2 separate regions of the Mus musculus genome follow, and region 2 is linked to region 1. Evidence: chromatin contacts called from public HiChIP or PLAC-seq data. All regions are on one chromosome and are shown on one strand. The core of a region is the stretch at or near the end of the contact, and the rest is flanking DNA. Distances in the headings are between cores, read along the strand shown. Region 1 overlaps Gm34828 (a long non-coding RNA gene). Region 2 has its middle 40 kb from the start of Gm39350.

The links. HiChIP or PLAC-seq counts read pairs in DNA pulled down with a chosen protein or histone mark.
Region 2: a contact with region 1 is called in a FOXA1 HiChIP or PLAC-seq map of pancreatic cancer cells. The contact joins two enhancer-like sites. A contact is called at or near these places in 4 of 484 Hi-C or Micro-C datasets (CD4 T cells, cerebral cortex, group 2 innate lymphoid cells and 1 more) and 2 of 115 datasets of contacts at active chromatin or transcription factors (embryonic basal ganglia and pancreatic cancer cells).

What each region holds. Positions count from the first base shown.
Region 1 is chr9:61,806,579-61,813,605 of GRCm38.p6, forward strand. All of the region lies in intron 3 of Gm34828 (a long non-coding RNA gene), which reads right to left. Among named protein-coding and RNA genes, the nearest start is that of Gm34828, 12 kb to the right of the region's middle. Within about 2 kb of position 2,168, at least 47 of the 459 cell types and tissues checked have an H3K27ac peak or open chromatin away from gene starts, as enhancers often do. A contact at or near this core is called in pancreatic cancer cells, where this site is marked.
Region 2 is chr9:61,552,065-61,559,041 of GRCm38.p6, forward strand. No RefSeq gene overlaps it. Among named protein-coding and RNA genes, the nearest start is that of Gm39350, 40 kb to the right of the region's middle. Within about 2 kb of position 2,792, at least 47 of the 459 cell types and tissues checked have an H3K27ac peak or open chromatin away from gene starts, as enhancers often do. A contact at or near this core is called in pancreatic cancer cells, where this site is marked.

The DNA of each region.
Region 1 (7,027 bases), core at 918-3,417:
TCCTGTCACCCTTCCCTGAAAGAAGAGCCCACTGGGGCATGAAAAGTGTGGTCCTACAGAGACCATCTGATCGATGTGAAACCTGTGCTGCCTGTGAGGCTCGGAAAGATCAGAGGGAAGGCACAGGGTGTTGAGGACTAAGCTTCAGGCATCAAGACCATGATATATCTATGATCCACACATATGCTATCTGTTCCCATCCTTGTAGCACCCCAAGGGTAGGATATCTAAAGCTCCTGTATGGCCCAAAGTGGCGGGATGTGAATTTGAAATCAAATTGCTTTCAATTGGAGCTTATTCTCTCCTTCCTTCGTAATCATGACACATGGTTCAGAATACCTAGGAAGTAAGAATGAGGCTGGGTCCTAAGGCCTGTGTGCGGAGCCCATGGCTGCCCTCCCTGTCACCATTGAGTCCCTATGGTTACTCTGTGACACCATGAGTCTCATTACCTACCTTCTACCAGAATGGAAAAGACACCTGCAGAGAGCCTGGAGTGAAGGGCCCAGGATAAGACCACAGTGAGAGGCTCTAGGCTGGGCTATGTCCCGAGCCTTCCCAGATATCCCTTCTTATACAATCAACCTCTGGAGGGGACAGGACCCCATTTCCACACATGGCCTCACAAATGGGGTACCCATATAGGAAATACTTCTATCTTTGGGCCGATTCAGCTAAGCAGGCCCCAACCAAGTCTATGAAGAAATCAGCAGCAGCTCTGAAGAATGGCTTGGGGACAAGAAAGAGGCTAACAGCTATGAGAACCAAACAGGCAGATACCTGCTTGGATGTCCTCACATCACCAGGGGTGAGGGGAAGGCTGAGTGGGGTGGAGGAGGGGCCGTCTTCAGTCTGCATAAACATGGCCCTGTACCAACATCCTCTTGCCTTCAATCCTGACACAGGAACATATCTCCATCCTTTGCCATATGTGAGCACAAAGGAGCTTCCCCTCCCTCCTTGCCAAAACGCCATGTTTCAGAGCCAAAGCTTGTGGTCAGGCATTCACATACACGCACACATACCCTCAAAACTGCTCAAGGGTGGCCTCCCTTTGTGCTCCAGGGTCAACAGAGCACTCAGCTTCCAGAGGAGGGATAGTATCTAAAACTTGCATGGTACCTCATTCTCTGAATTCCTGAACTCACCTCTGTCTGGGAGTGGCAGGAGCCTTGAGTGGCAAAGACTCGAGGGTTAGGACATTAGGACATGGCTAAAGTCATTGGGTACTGTCTCCGGTGTTCCAGCTCAAATCTGGTATCTAGGACTGGTGATTGTGGCACCAGAAGCCCAAGCCTTGTGCCTTCCCCAGTCTACAAATAGTCTGTGTACCACACACCCCATCAAGTACAAAGAGGGACTCTACAGTGTTCCATGAAGAACCAAGACACAGCCTGTTCCCCCACCAACCTGCCACATGCCCTCCCACAAACCCAGCCTTGTCCACGTACAGGGGTCAAGCTCACCCAGGCCCATCCTTGGTGGCCCAGAAGAAGAAGCAAAACCAAGGACAGACTTCTATAAATAGGTACATCGTTCTGGGAAGGTCACCACTCAGAGCCACGAGAGCCCAAAATTCTCTAGAGACAAACATGGGACATGAGCTGAGACGCAGCCACCTCGCTTCTTGAGGCCAGGCCGGGCGGTGGCCACAGCTGGCTGGTCAGCTGCTGAATGGCCTTCGGGCTGCAGAAATACTTGCACACTGCGTTTTCTTTTCAAGGGGGCTGCCAGTGTGGACACAGAGGAAAAACGGGGAGCTGGAGGCCCAAGAGACATGGAAGGGAAACCTTCTCCCAACTCTGACCCTGAGTTCCTCAGTCTAACTAAACAACCTGCCAGTTGGATCTCAGCAGGGGGAGGCTTTCCCTCCCTGCTTCTCCGATGGACATCTGGCAACCACTCTAACATTCTGGGTAGAAAACGCAGAGGGGTGAAGGCAGGTTGCTAGATGTGCTCAGATGTACCACAAGGAATCCTGAAGCCGACTGTTGGCACCCGCTAGGTAGGAGTCCCTGTTAGCCCTTCTCTCCTGGGCCCTCCACCTACAACCCCACCTCCTTCCTTCCTTTCCAAGGGCCCCTGACAAGGCAGCCACAGCACACAAGCACTCCTAGCTACGCAAATAGCAACTCCTTCTTTTCTGGTGTTTGCTTAGCCAATATTGACTCTGCGGCCTAACACTGGTGCTATTGAGCTGGGTTCTTCTCGATATTGTTTGAGCAGCATTAGCAGAGCCTGTGATAACCAACAGCAGGGCAGGAAGCCACCCTGCCTCCCCCACCCTTGCTCCCCAACAACCCCCCCCCCACACACACACACAACCCCTCCCTGTGAGAGGCTCCTGTAAAGACAGAGGAACCTAAGGCTGGCTCCTCCACTGAGCAAACACAAGAGGGGAGAGAGGGAGCATGCTCTCTGGCTCAGTCAACACTCCAGAGGAGTCACAGCGACTGGAAAGGTTACTAGGGGAGGTTGCCCTTTAGGGGTGGGGTCAGTAAAAAGGGAAGGTAAAGAAGTCTGGGGCTATTAGCCAAACCCTGTAGTTGGCATCTATGGGAAAGGCCTGTGGGGACTGGTACTCACGGGCCCCGGGTGACTAAGCAGAGAATCGATGAATCCCCTCATCAGCCGAGCATGACAGATGAAGGCCTACTGGACGTCAATCACCGTAGCTTAGTGGGAGGGGCCTGCAGACAAGCCCTTGCACCTACCATGTTTTAATGACATAGATTTAGAAAAAAAATTCCTCGCTGTGGGCTTTTGTGGGCTTGCTTTGATGCTGCTATGAGTTCATATTTAAGAGTAACTCTCTCCTCTGGAAAGAATGGTTTTGGCAGCCCTAATGATATGCCACCATTAGATGTTCTCAATGGTCATCCCAGGAGACGGGCCATGGTGACCTCCATTCATATTTGGGTATAGGGATAGGTGTCAGGATCATTCTGGGGGCCTACCCAAAGCAGGGGTGGTCGGGGAAAAGCCACAGTGGTCGTCAGCCTTTGGGGGTGCCCTGGGTGATATAGAGGAAGGATGCATATCAGCCGGAAATGTGGCTCAGCCGGCAGATTACTTGCTCAACACCACATAAACTAATATGACGGAGACCGTCTGTAATCCTGGCACTCCAGAGATGCAGGCAGGAAAATCAGGAGCTCAGAGTCATCTTTGACTACATGGTGAGTTCAAGGCCAATGTGGGACACATGAGACCCTGTCTCAGAAAAAAGATGGGGGTGGGGGGGACACATTCAGTGTCACATACATAGCTTCCAATCTCAATGGAGAGCAGAGAAGCTCATGAAGCCAGTATGGGATGAAGGCTCAAGGCGGCGTTAATAAGTGCTTAAAGATGACTACCTCACAAGGTTGTGCCCAACTTCCCACACCACAACCAGCCATTCCTGAGACTAGACAGCCACAGGATATCCAGGGGCAAGGCACCCACATAGGGTGGCTTTTCATTGCCCACAAGTAAAGCAAATTCAGACTTAGCACTTTTGGAACAGGATCCATGGCCTAACTCTAGGTCAGTATTAAAGCGGTTGCCAGCATCATCAAGGGGACATTCTAGAAATTAGCTTCAGCCTGCCCCAATGGTCTGGGAGCACCAAAATGGTCATTTGCAAAAATTGGCCATTAGCATATTTTACTAACTGTTCTCTCTGAAGACTTGGTAAATGAGGGAGAAATGCCTCACAAATCAGCTGTTATGTAGGCCCCTGTGACAACCTGGACTACAAATCAGCTGTCACGTAGGCCCCTGTGACAACTTGGACTCCAAGCTTGGGAAGTTCTTTTTTGTTAAAAATACAGAGAGGGCATCTTCTGCGAGCCTGTGACTATTTCATCCAATGGCAAAGCCATCTGGGTTCCTTATCTTCTGACACTGTAGCAAACATGCCCACCTCGTCAGTGCTCTCTTCTCTGAGGAACACCCTCTCGTCTACATCGTCCCTTTGGCCACAACCCATTCTTGGCTATAACTGATGAAACAGAGATGCTGTTCTGACTCAGCCTTGAGAATTCTGCCAAAGCCAATGTGGTAAGGGATTACTCCTGGGGTTATACGTGAAGAGGTTGTGGAACCTTCAGGAAATGCTGAAGGGACTCTGGCCAGCTCAGTCTGGCAAACATGACTCTGGCAGGCCTTGCCCTTCTCCCTTATTCTCTCTGCCTTGCTAAAAAAAAAAAAATCACAGTAGATTACAATCCTAAAGCTAGCCACCATGGTCTATTCCCTTACTTGGCTTCTTCCTCCTTCTATGGCTGTTTACCAAGGTCCAGCTCTCAAAGTATTGAGATGCAGCAATCAAAAGCCCCTTTGGCTCACCTACTTAGCATGCCCAATCAAAATTAAATGCCTCATCCTAACACAGGGTTTCCCCTTTTACCTTTATAAACCACCACATGCCTGTGTGTCACATCTGTCTCCTCTCTACCCAGAGGCAATCTGGGACAAATAGCCCTGTCCTCTTTCCCCTGTTCCCTTCCTCTTCTCCCTCATCCCCTGGCTACTGTCCCTTATCCCTGCCTTCTGTCTCTCTGGGGGCAAATAAATCTCTTTTGTGCTGAGAACTTGGTCTTGTGGGTCCTGAGCCGATCTCTTACAAGTGCAGCCTATCTGGGGGTCTTTAGGTCCTTTGGATACACGCTCTTGAAGGGAATTGTGGAGCTCTGCCCCTTCCACTTTCCCTTCCCAGCACCCTGACCATGTGACAAATAGTTCTGATGTCCTCTGCCCTGCCTACCATGGCATGCTACCTCAGCACGGCCCCCAAAGCTTAGAGGATAAGCAGGAAGCAGAATTGAAGCCTCCAAAGCTGAGAGTGGAAGCCAACCTCTCTTCTTCATAAGCCGACGGCCTGTGGTATTAATACAGCAACAGAAATTGACTGACACAGACCTGAACTGAGGAAAGGCACCTCATTGGTTAATCAGGGGCCAATCAGATTCTTTTTCTAGGAACTCGAAAGCATCATCCAAGTATCATGTCCTGGTTGAACTGAATACTTTTAGACCTAGGGAAGGTGGGACAAAGAAAGCCAATCTGCAAAGGAAAAAAGCCGAACAAACCAAAATGAGCTTAGCTAGAGATCCAGAGGAGAGTCAGGGGACAGGCCTAGTGTCTATGAGGGCTTCTAATGGGGCATCTCTCCAAGACTGGCTGTCATCCCACCTCTGAGTGCAATGAGATTCACTAAACTAACAAAGTCACAATAATATAAAGCTAAGTTTAGAGAGAGGCTGGGAATATGGCTCAGTTGGTAGCGAACTTGCGTAGCATGCTTAAAGTCCTGAATTCTATCCCCAGCACCACATAAACCTGGCGTGATGGTATACACCTGTAATCCGGGACTCAGGATGTAGACGCAGGAAGATCAGAAGTGCAAGGTCATCCTCAGCTACATAGTGAGTTCGAGGCTACATAAGACCTGTCTAGAAAGGGATTAGAAGCTGAGCAAAGTTTATACCAATTCTGTTTCTTAAAAACTAATGGTTTTGGAGCAACACATCTAGTGGGACTTCACCTATTTCCAGATTTTGCTTAGCAATACTGTGTTGCACACTCTTCTTACATAGCTGGGATCTCATTTGGGGCCTTCATCCCCTGTCAGCTCTCTTCCATAGGTAAGCTGTCTTTTTGTTTTGTTTTGTTTTGTTTTGTTTTGTTTTGTTTTGTTTTGTTTTGTTTTGAGACAGGGTTTCTCTGTGTCACCCTGACTGTCCTGGAACTCACTTTGTAGACCAGGCTGGCCTCGAACTCAGAAATCCGCCTGCCTCTGCCTCCCAAGTGCTGGGATTAAAGGCGTGCACCACCACTGCCCAGCAAGTAAGCTGTCTTTGCTGTGGTGTCTCACACAATAGTAGCCGAGGCCGTCCATTAGTAAATGCACTGTGTAACCTAGACACCGTGTTCCACTTAGCAGTTTATTTGCTCAGCCTTCTTCAGTGAGGGCTGTTAGCCTATCGGTCAATAATTAGTCATTCCACAAACATTCATTAAACTATAACCCAACCCCAGCATAGATACATTAAGAAAATAAAGCTTTGGGGCACTGGAGAGGTGGCTCAGCATTTAAAACCACATATTGCTTCTGGAGACTATCCGAGTTTGGTTTCCTATGCCCGTATCAGGTGGCCCACACCCATTTGTAACTCTTACTCCAGGGAATCCCAAGACCCCATTTGGCCTCTGCGTGCGCGCGCACTCACACACACTCACACACACACACACACACACACACACACACACAAATACATGTGAGCACATGCACATTATAAATAAAATGAAAATAAATCTTTTTAACATTTGTAAAGGAAGGAAAAGGAGGCTTTGAGAGACTTCTGAGCAAGCATGAGCATCCTTTTCTTTTTTTTCTGGCAGCATCAAGGAGTAATTCTGATATGCCTTCAGCCCAAATGCAGCCAGATGTCACCCCTACACAACCCACTCTGTAAGGGAGGTGTCAGAGCCAGAGATGTGGCTCAGTGGATAGAGTGCTGCCCTAGCATGTGGGAAACTCTGGGTTCAATCCCCAACATCTGGCATGATGGTGCATACCTGTAATCCTAACCCTAGTGCTAGCCAGAAGATCAGACATTCAAAGTTAGCCTCAGCTACATAGCAGGTACAAGGCCAGCCTAGATAACAGGAAATCCTGTCTCTTTTGAGAAGTAAAAGAAAAGGCATCAACACAAACCCAATTTCCATCTTGGGATGGGGTGCATTATCAGAAAATCGGTCCCATTAAAGGGGGGGGTGATTTTCTAGCCAGTTCCCAAAAGAAATGAGGAGGAGTCTGGCTGCTGGCCTGGGCAAGGAAGGCCCACAGGGATCAGTCATGTCCTGTTTTGTTTCTTAGTTTTGTTTTGTTTCCTGTTGCTATGACAAAATCAATTTAAGGGAGAAAGGTCTTATTTGACTTACAGTTAGTTTCAGGTTATAGTCCATCATGTGGGGAATTCAAGGAAGCAGGAATGTGACGGAGCTAGACAATTACATCCACAGACAGAGAACAGATAAT
Region 2 (6,977 bases), core at 1,542-4,041, 250 kb before region 1:
CAGGCAGATCCCAGGGGCTCACTGGCCTGCCAGCCAATCTATGCTGCTTGATGAGCTCCAGGCCAGTGAGAGACCCTGTCTCAAAAAGTAAGGTGGATGGCTCCTGAGGCGTGACATCTGGGAGTGTCTTCTTTCCTCCACATACATGGGCACACACAAGCAACAACTCCCCCCCTCAGGCGTGCACGCATGCACTCGAGTGAGCGCGCGCACACACACACACACTCACACACACTCACATACTCTCACACACACACACACTCACACATACTCTCACACACTCTCACATACTCACACACACACACTCTCACACACTCATTCACACACTCTCTCACACACTCACACTCTCACACACACACACACACACATATACACATACACACATGTCCAGTGCTTATGCTTGATGAACACTTAAGGCAAGTGCTCTGAACCTGGGCCCGTGAAGGTTTGAAAGAAGGTATAGTGAGCATGCTTGCACAGTTCTATTCTAGGAGTAAAAAGTTCTTATCTTTTTACCAGACTCACTATTGGCCTGTGGACCAATCAGATTTGAAAAGTGTTTCTTCCAGGGCAGCTGGAAGCAGTATTCTTAAAACATGTGTCTTATTATCTCTGGCCACCTGAAATATAACTAATGCAAACGGGGCTGAAGTTTTAGTTCTATTTATATAGGTTAACCTTGACTTAAATCTAAATAGTACTTGTGGCTGGCCATTACCATATCACACGACATGAGATGGTGGGAAGGCATGTGGAGGAGGAGTCATCGGCCATTACAGGGAAGCACGGATTGCCTTGCCCATGGCTTAGTAAGGGCTCAGGGTCGACTATCAGTGTAACTATTGAGAGAGTGCCCACCAGGAAAAAGAGAGACGGAGGGAGTGCCAAAGTGACTGAAGCTGCTGAACACTGCAAAATGGATGTGGTTCAGTGTATGCTTGCCTGGCATGCAGGAAGTCATGGGTTCAGTCCCCAGCACCACACACACCACATCCACCTCATGTGTGGCGGCACACACCTCAAAGCCCAGAACTTGGGAGATGGAGGCAAGAGGATCGGAATTCAGGGTCATCCTAAGCTACATAGAAAATTTGAAGCTATCCTGGGCTATATTGAGACCTCATCTCAAACAAGCAAAGCAACAAGTAGAAGCACATGAAAGCCGAGCACCAGGCCCACAGAGGACCACAGAGCAAAGGCCAACTAGATGAGAATCACTGACTCTACAGGAATCATAAGGAGGCCTCCGTGGACTTCGGATTGTGTCCATGCTGGCTTGCCGTGCCAGCTTTGAGATCACATATTTGAGCCCTGAATTCTCACATGGGAATCGACTGGATATGACTGAGCCCCTTCAGCCGCGGGGCTCTGAGAACCACCTGTCTCTGGCTGGGTCTTTTTTAGCACTACACACACATACACACACACACACACACACACACAGAGAGAGAGAGAGAGAGAGAGAGAGAGAGAGAGAGAGAGAGAGAGAGAGAGTGAGAGAGAGAGAGAGAGGCAACAAGTACCAGCACTGTACAACGGAACACACACAGAGCCCAGGGTTGCATTCCAAATGATAAGTTTCACAGCAGTGCAAGCATTTCCAGTAGTATTTATTAAGAGCATCCCTCCCAAGATGGTCGGCTCTGGGGGACTTCTGTGAATGCACTCTAGAGGCACCACAGCCCCTGCCGGCGAAAGGGTGGGCCAGCATCCGTGGACTTAGACAAAACAACCCCAAGGAGTCCAAGTTACACACTATAGAATTCTAAAAAACTTGTTAGTGTGAATGGCCTGCTTTGTATGCAGCTGTTGTCAGCTGGGCACAGTTACAGCTCCCTTCTGCTGGCAGCCTAATGCGCTCAGTGTGGCCTCTGTCTTGTCAACATGAAGCCCTTTGGCCTTCAATGCTATTGTTTTAGTTAAAATGTCAGGCTCACTCTTCTGATTATTATTGATCTTTAATTTTTTATTGCATTAATTAATTTATGCATGTGTCAGGGGCAGCACACACATGCCACGGTATACACATGGAGGTCAGAAGACAACTTTTGGAAGCCGGTTCTCTCCTTCTACCATCAGGGTTTTCAGGATTGAACTTAAGACATCAGGCCTGGAGCAGGTGTCTTTATCCACTGAGCTACGTTGCCAGGCCCATTATTGGGTTTATAACCTCCTAGGAGAGGAGTTAAAATGTAGCTGCAGAAATAGTTTAGACAGTAAAGCCTTACAAAGCTTGAGGGACCCGAGTCTGGTCCTCTGTAAATGCTGGGGAGGACGGCAGGTGCTGATGCTTACTGGCCATCCAGGTTAGTCTACTTGCTGAGTCCCAGGCCAAGCAAGAGTTGTCTCGAAAACAAGATGGACAACCTTTGAGGAATGGCAGCTGAAACTGTTCTCTGGCTCCGTCATCCATGTACACACACACATGCATACACACTTGCACATAAGCACATACACACAAAGGGGTAGGGGAGGGAAGAACAGAAGTCAAGTAGGCCGGCTCACTATTCGAGGAAGGGACATCATTTTGGGATAGGGAACAGAGGGGAAGGGTGGCCTCTGGTGAGGTCACTGAAAGACTCCATTCTGCAAACGTCCAGAGAATGTTCTGGGTGCCTGAACAGGGACTGGACTGTAGGAAGGAATTCGAGTTGGCATCTCTTGGAATGATCTCAGCCTCTGGAGAGTCTTCCAGATTAGCTATTTCTGAAAAGCGACAACCCCAGCTGCTCTGACTACGCAAGGCTATTGATGTTTGTCCTTCCCTCTGTCAGCCACTGAGTCATACTGGAGTTCATGGGAGCGGGGAGGGAATTCAAGCCTTGGCAAATGTGGCGGCCCACTCACCTCCTAGCTATGTACTTGTCAAGCCTGCCTGTCTCTTTGAGCCTCCTTTTCTTAGCTACGAATGGGGAACCCTAAAGTCCATCATGTCCATCACTGGAAGGCAGCATACACATCTTCAAAAGAGTCACACACTAAAAGGGGAATTTCTGTTATTATTATTGAACATCTGTATTCAGAATTATTTCTTTGAGGACCCTGGTGAGGCCCACTCATCTTGGCTTTTTTTTTTTAAACCCATAAAATCATACTTATTTATTTAACTGTGTATGGGTGTGGGGAAATACATGTCATGGTGCGTGCATGTGTGCATGCATGTGTAGGTGCATGCATGTGTGTGTGTGTGTGTGTGTGCATGTATGTGTGCGTGCGTGTTAGTCAGAGGACAATGAGGGATTCAATTTTTTTCCTTCTACCATGTGGATCCCAAGGGATGGAACTAGGTTGTCAGGCTTGGTGGCATCTTGCCAGCTCCGTCCTGAGTTCCTTGAAAGAGCCCTCTTTTTACCCTCCTCGGGAAGCTTCACACAACTCTTGTATGTAACTCAAAGAACTCCTGGCTTCGTATCATTGTTGCTTGGTCCTGGGCCACGCACCTCGTTGTACCAATTGGACACACTGGCAAACTCTGACAAACATTTGACATTCCACTTTTATTAAGTGTCTGCTCAGACACTATGATGGCGCTTCTCGGTTGTCAGCTTGACATACCTGGGAAGAGGAAGCCTAAATTGAAAAATCCCCTCCATCAGCTTGGCCTGCAGGGATGTCTGTGGGGAGTTTTCTTGATTACTGAGAGATATAAGAGGGCCTAGCTCACTGGGGGCAGTACCAACCTTAGGCAGGTGGGCCTGGCCTAAAAGAGAACGATACTGAATTGTGAGCCTGAGAGCAAGCCAGGAAATGGTGGTGCTCTGTGTGTGGTGTCGGCTTCAAGCGCTTGCCTTGCGTTCCTACTGTAGCTTCTCTCTATGATGGACTGTAACCTTTAAGAGGAAGAAAAGCCTTTCCTCCCCAAGTCTGCTTCAGTCAATGTTTTATCACAGCAACAGAGAAGCAAACTAGGGCAGACATCTGAATGGTGCACAGAGCCCACCAGTAGGCAGAACAGACTCATTTTGTCTCCAGAGCATAGAAAAACATTAACTGTAATTCCGAAGTCTACTATGTTGGGTGTTTTTTTTGTTTTGTTTTGTTTTGTTTTTTTGTTTTGTTTTGTTTTTGTTTTGTTTTCTTTTGTTTTTTCTGAAAATTGGGGAAGAGATGAAAGGTAAGGTAGATCTGGCAAGAGTGGAATGAGCATGCCTCAGAGGGTGTGCACAGCAGTGGAAAATGGGATGTGTAGGGTGGTTTCACAGACAAAAGAAAATTTGAACAGCCATGGTAGAGATGAGGTTGTCAGTCCAGGAGACAAGTGGTGGAGGAGCTGTTTAGAGAGAGTGATCTACTGAGCTCTGGGATCTACTGACTGAGCAGAGCTCAGAAGACGGAGCCCACAGTCTCAAGGGCAGGACGGAGCTGCTAGGGCAAAGGTCAAATGCACGGAGCTGAGAGGATGTGCAGATCACAGAGAGCTTTGTCGGCCATCTTGAGGGACCTTGCTCTGCATGGTGTGGAAGATCGTTGCGTGGTTCTGAGCACAAGAGACTTGAACTATTTTTCCAAAGGCTCTGCGGTTCCATACTAAACAGATCTGGGGCTGAGAAGACAGCTCGTTCAGTGAGTAAAGTTCTTGTCATGCAAGAGCCAGGACCTGAGTTCCATTTCCAACACAAACATGAAAGGTGAGGCAGGAGGGTGAGCGAACTGAGCGAGTGAGCTCTTGAACTCTGAGCATCAATGAGGCAGAAACAGCAGATTCTTAGTGGCTCACTGGCCAGCCATCCTGCCCCCAACTAGAGAGAGCGGGTAGGGTGACAGAAATGGGACCTGGGAGACTCAGGAAATAATGTGCTCATAATGTTGGGCACCTTATATGGTGACAGTGGCTTGCACTGGGGGGTGGTGTGGCTTAGCAGGGAAGTAGGGACAGTGGCCAGAGTGTGGATCCAGCTGAAGCTGCTTTATTGGACATGGGGGGGGGAGGGTGGAGGAGGCACCAAATATTTCAGATGAGCAGTAGGCTAGAGGTGTTACTGGTGCCGTAGGGAGGCTGTGGGTGGAGAGGGTTTGGGGAGGGGGTGGCTTAGGGACTTTGGATTTGTGGAGTTTGTGATGCCTGTTAGACATCTAAGTCAAGATGTTGAGTGGGTGTTCGGATATATCGACTGACGTCCAGGAAAGAGGTCTGAGCTGGAAATATAAATGTGGGCGGCATTAGCATAGAGCTGGTATTTAAAGCCACAAGACTAGGTTGCCATGAGCCTTCCTCCCACATGGCTTCTGATCGGCCTATAGCCAAAGCTGTTCAGAAGACAAGCAAGACCCCACTGGTAGTAACACCCAGATCTCACAGGTTCCTTGTCCTCAACTGCTACTCCTTAGGGAGTCTTCCAGGGAGCCTTGGCCAGGCCACGAGTCCCATTGCCTTCTGATACAGGCTCAGCCTCCCAATCATCACAGTCCCTAATGTGTGCTAGGAGGATCGCCACCATCCTTACACCACAGCTCTCAAGGTCCAGAGACTAGACGTACACAGGGACACATGTCTTCTTGCCTCTTTCAGACTTGTGTGTTGGAGACTTACGAAGCTCTTGTGAGTTCAGGTCTAAGCTCTGGGTGGCCTGTTCGTTCCCCCAACTCCATGCATTTGACCCTTCTCTTGGAGCTGTCTGATGCCACACAGAGTATACCAGGGAGGGCACAGTGTCATGAAGTCAACACGGCACATCTTAATCATGTGTCAGTGTTCTTGACGAGTAAAATAAAAGATAGAATAACTAAATATCCTAATAATGATAACAATTTTTTGAAAATTAAAGCCTCAAATTAGATTAGAAGCTGATATCAACTCCAGATTCACCTGTATATGCGTCCATTGTAGCTCTTCCTCAGATATCCCTAGGACCTCGTAATACCTTCCCATGGGTGGTGAACGATGCAATTTGAAGTTCTAGATGCTGTCAGTGATTGTAAAGAGAGCAAGAGGGGAAGGTGGGGGAGAGCTGTGAGTTAAGTTTCTTAGCTGGGTGGGGTTAAGATAGCAGTTCCTGGAAAAGAACTCAAAGGAGACGGAAGTGACAAAAAGGGGCAGTGGATTCCACCAGAGGGAAAACTACATAGGAAGTAGTGTTTCCCAAAGTCCTTTTAATGAGGGCTCCCAGGATCACCCAAATCTGAAATCAACACTAGGTCACTGACAGTTCAAGGTTCAAGGATGAGGCTTCCTTGGGAGGCAAAGTCAATACTTTTCAAAGTCAAGAAGGCAGGAGGCTCATTGACCCGATCAAGGACAAGTCAGGAAGAGACTGAGTGTCAGATGTGACAGGTGCCATGTGTGCTACATGTGCATGGAAACATGCAGGAGTTCCAGGGAACACGGCCCATGCCCATCCCCTCAGTCAGGCAGCCCATACCCTGTACCCAATGAGCGATCCCCAGAGCCAAACTCAGCATCAAGGTCTAAGCCATGAGTTCCAAGTGACGCAAGAGTCAGATCACCAGCACTTTGGAGCCTGTTAAATATACTCGTCTCTGGTCTCCTCTTTTAGACCTGAGTCATAACCTAAGACATGTTTTGGAAGTGCCTTAGGTCTCCCGGGTTAAGTTCCACGTCTCTGCAAATGTCTCACATGGGGTGTGGTCCGGTTCTTGATGTCCACCGCCTGGGTACTGTGCCAGGGAATGGACTGCATCCAGGGAAAGTAGAAAGCTATGTAAGACGCGGACGGTGCCCTCAGCTAGTTCAGAGACACGAAGAGAAAGACAAATGGTAACTTCAGGAATGAATCCAAGGCGACGGAATTATGCCTCTCCAAGCAATGCTACTGGGAACTAGGGAATGTGACCCACTCAAAGGCTATGAGATCATAGGACGGCCTGAGCCAGGCTCTCTCATTAACTGGCCAAGGGATTCTCAAACTGTGGTGCAGACACTGAGCCAGAATTCCAGCTGGCCCAGAGGGGAGTCTGGGTCTCATTGTGTCTGCTGGCCTGATGGGCTGGCAACGCCACAGGGAGAATAACTGCCTGGG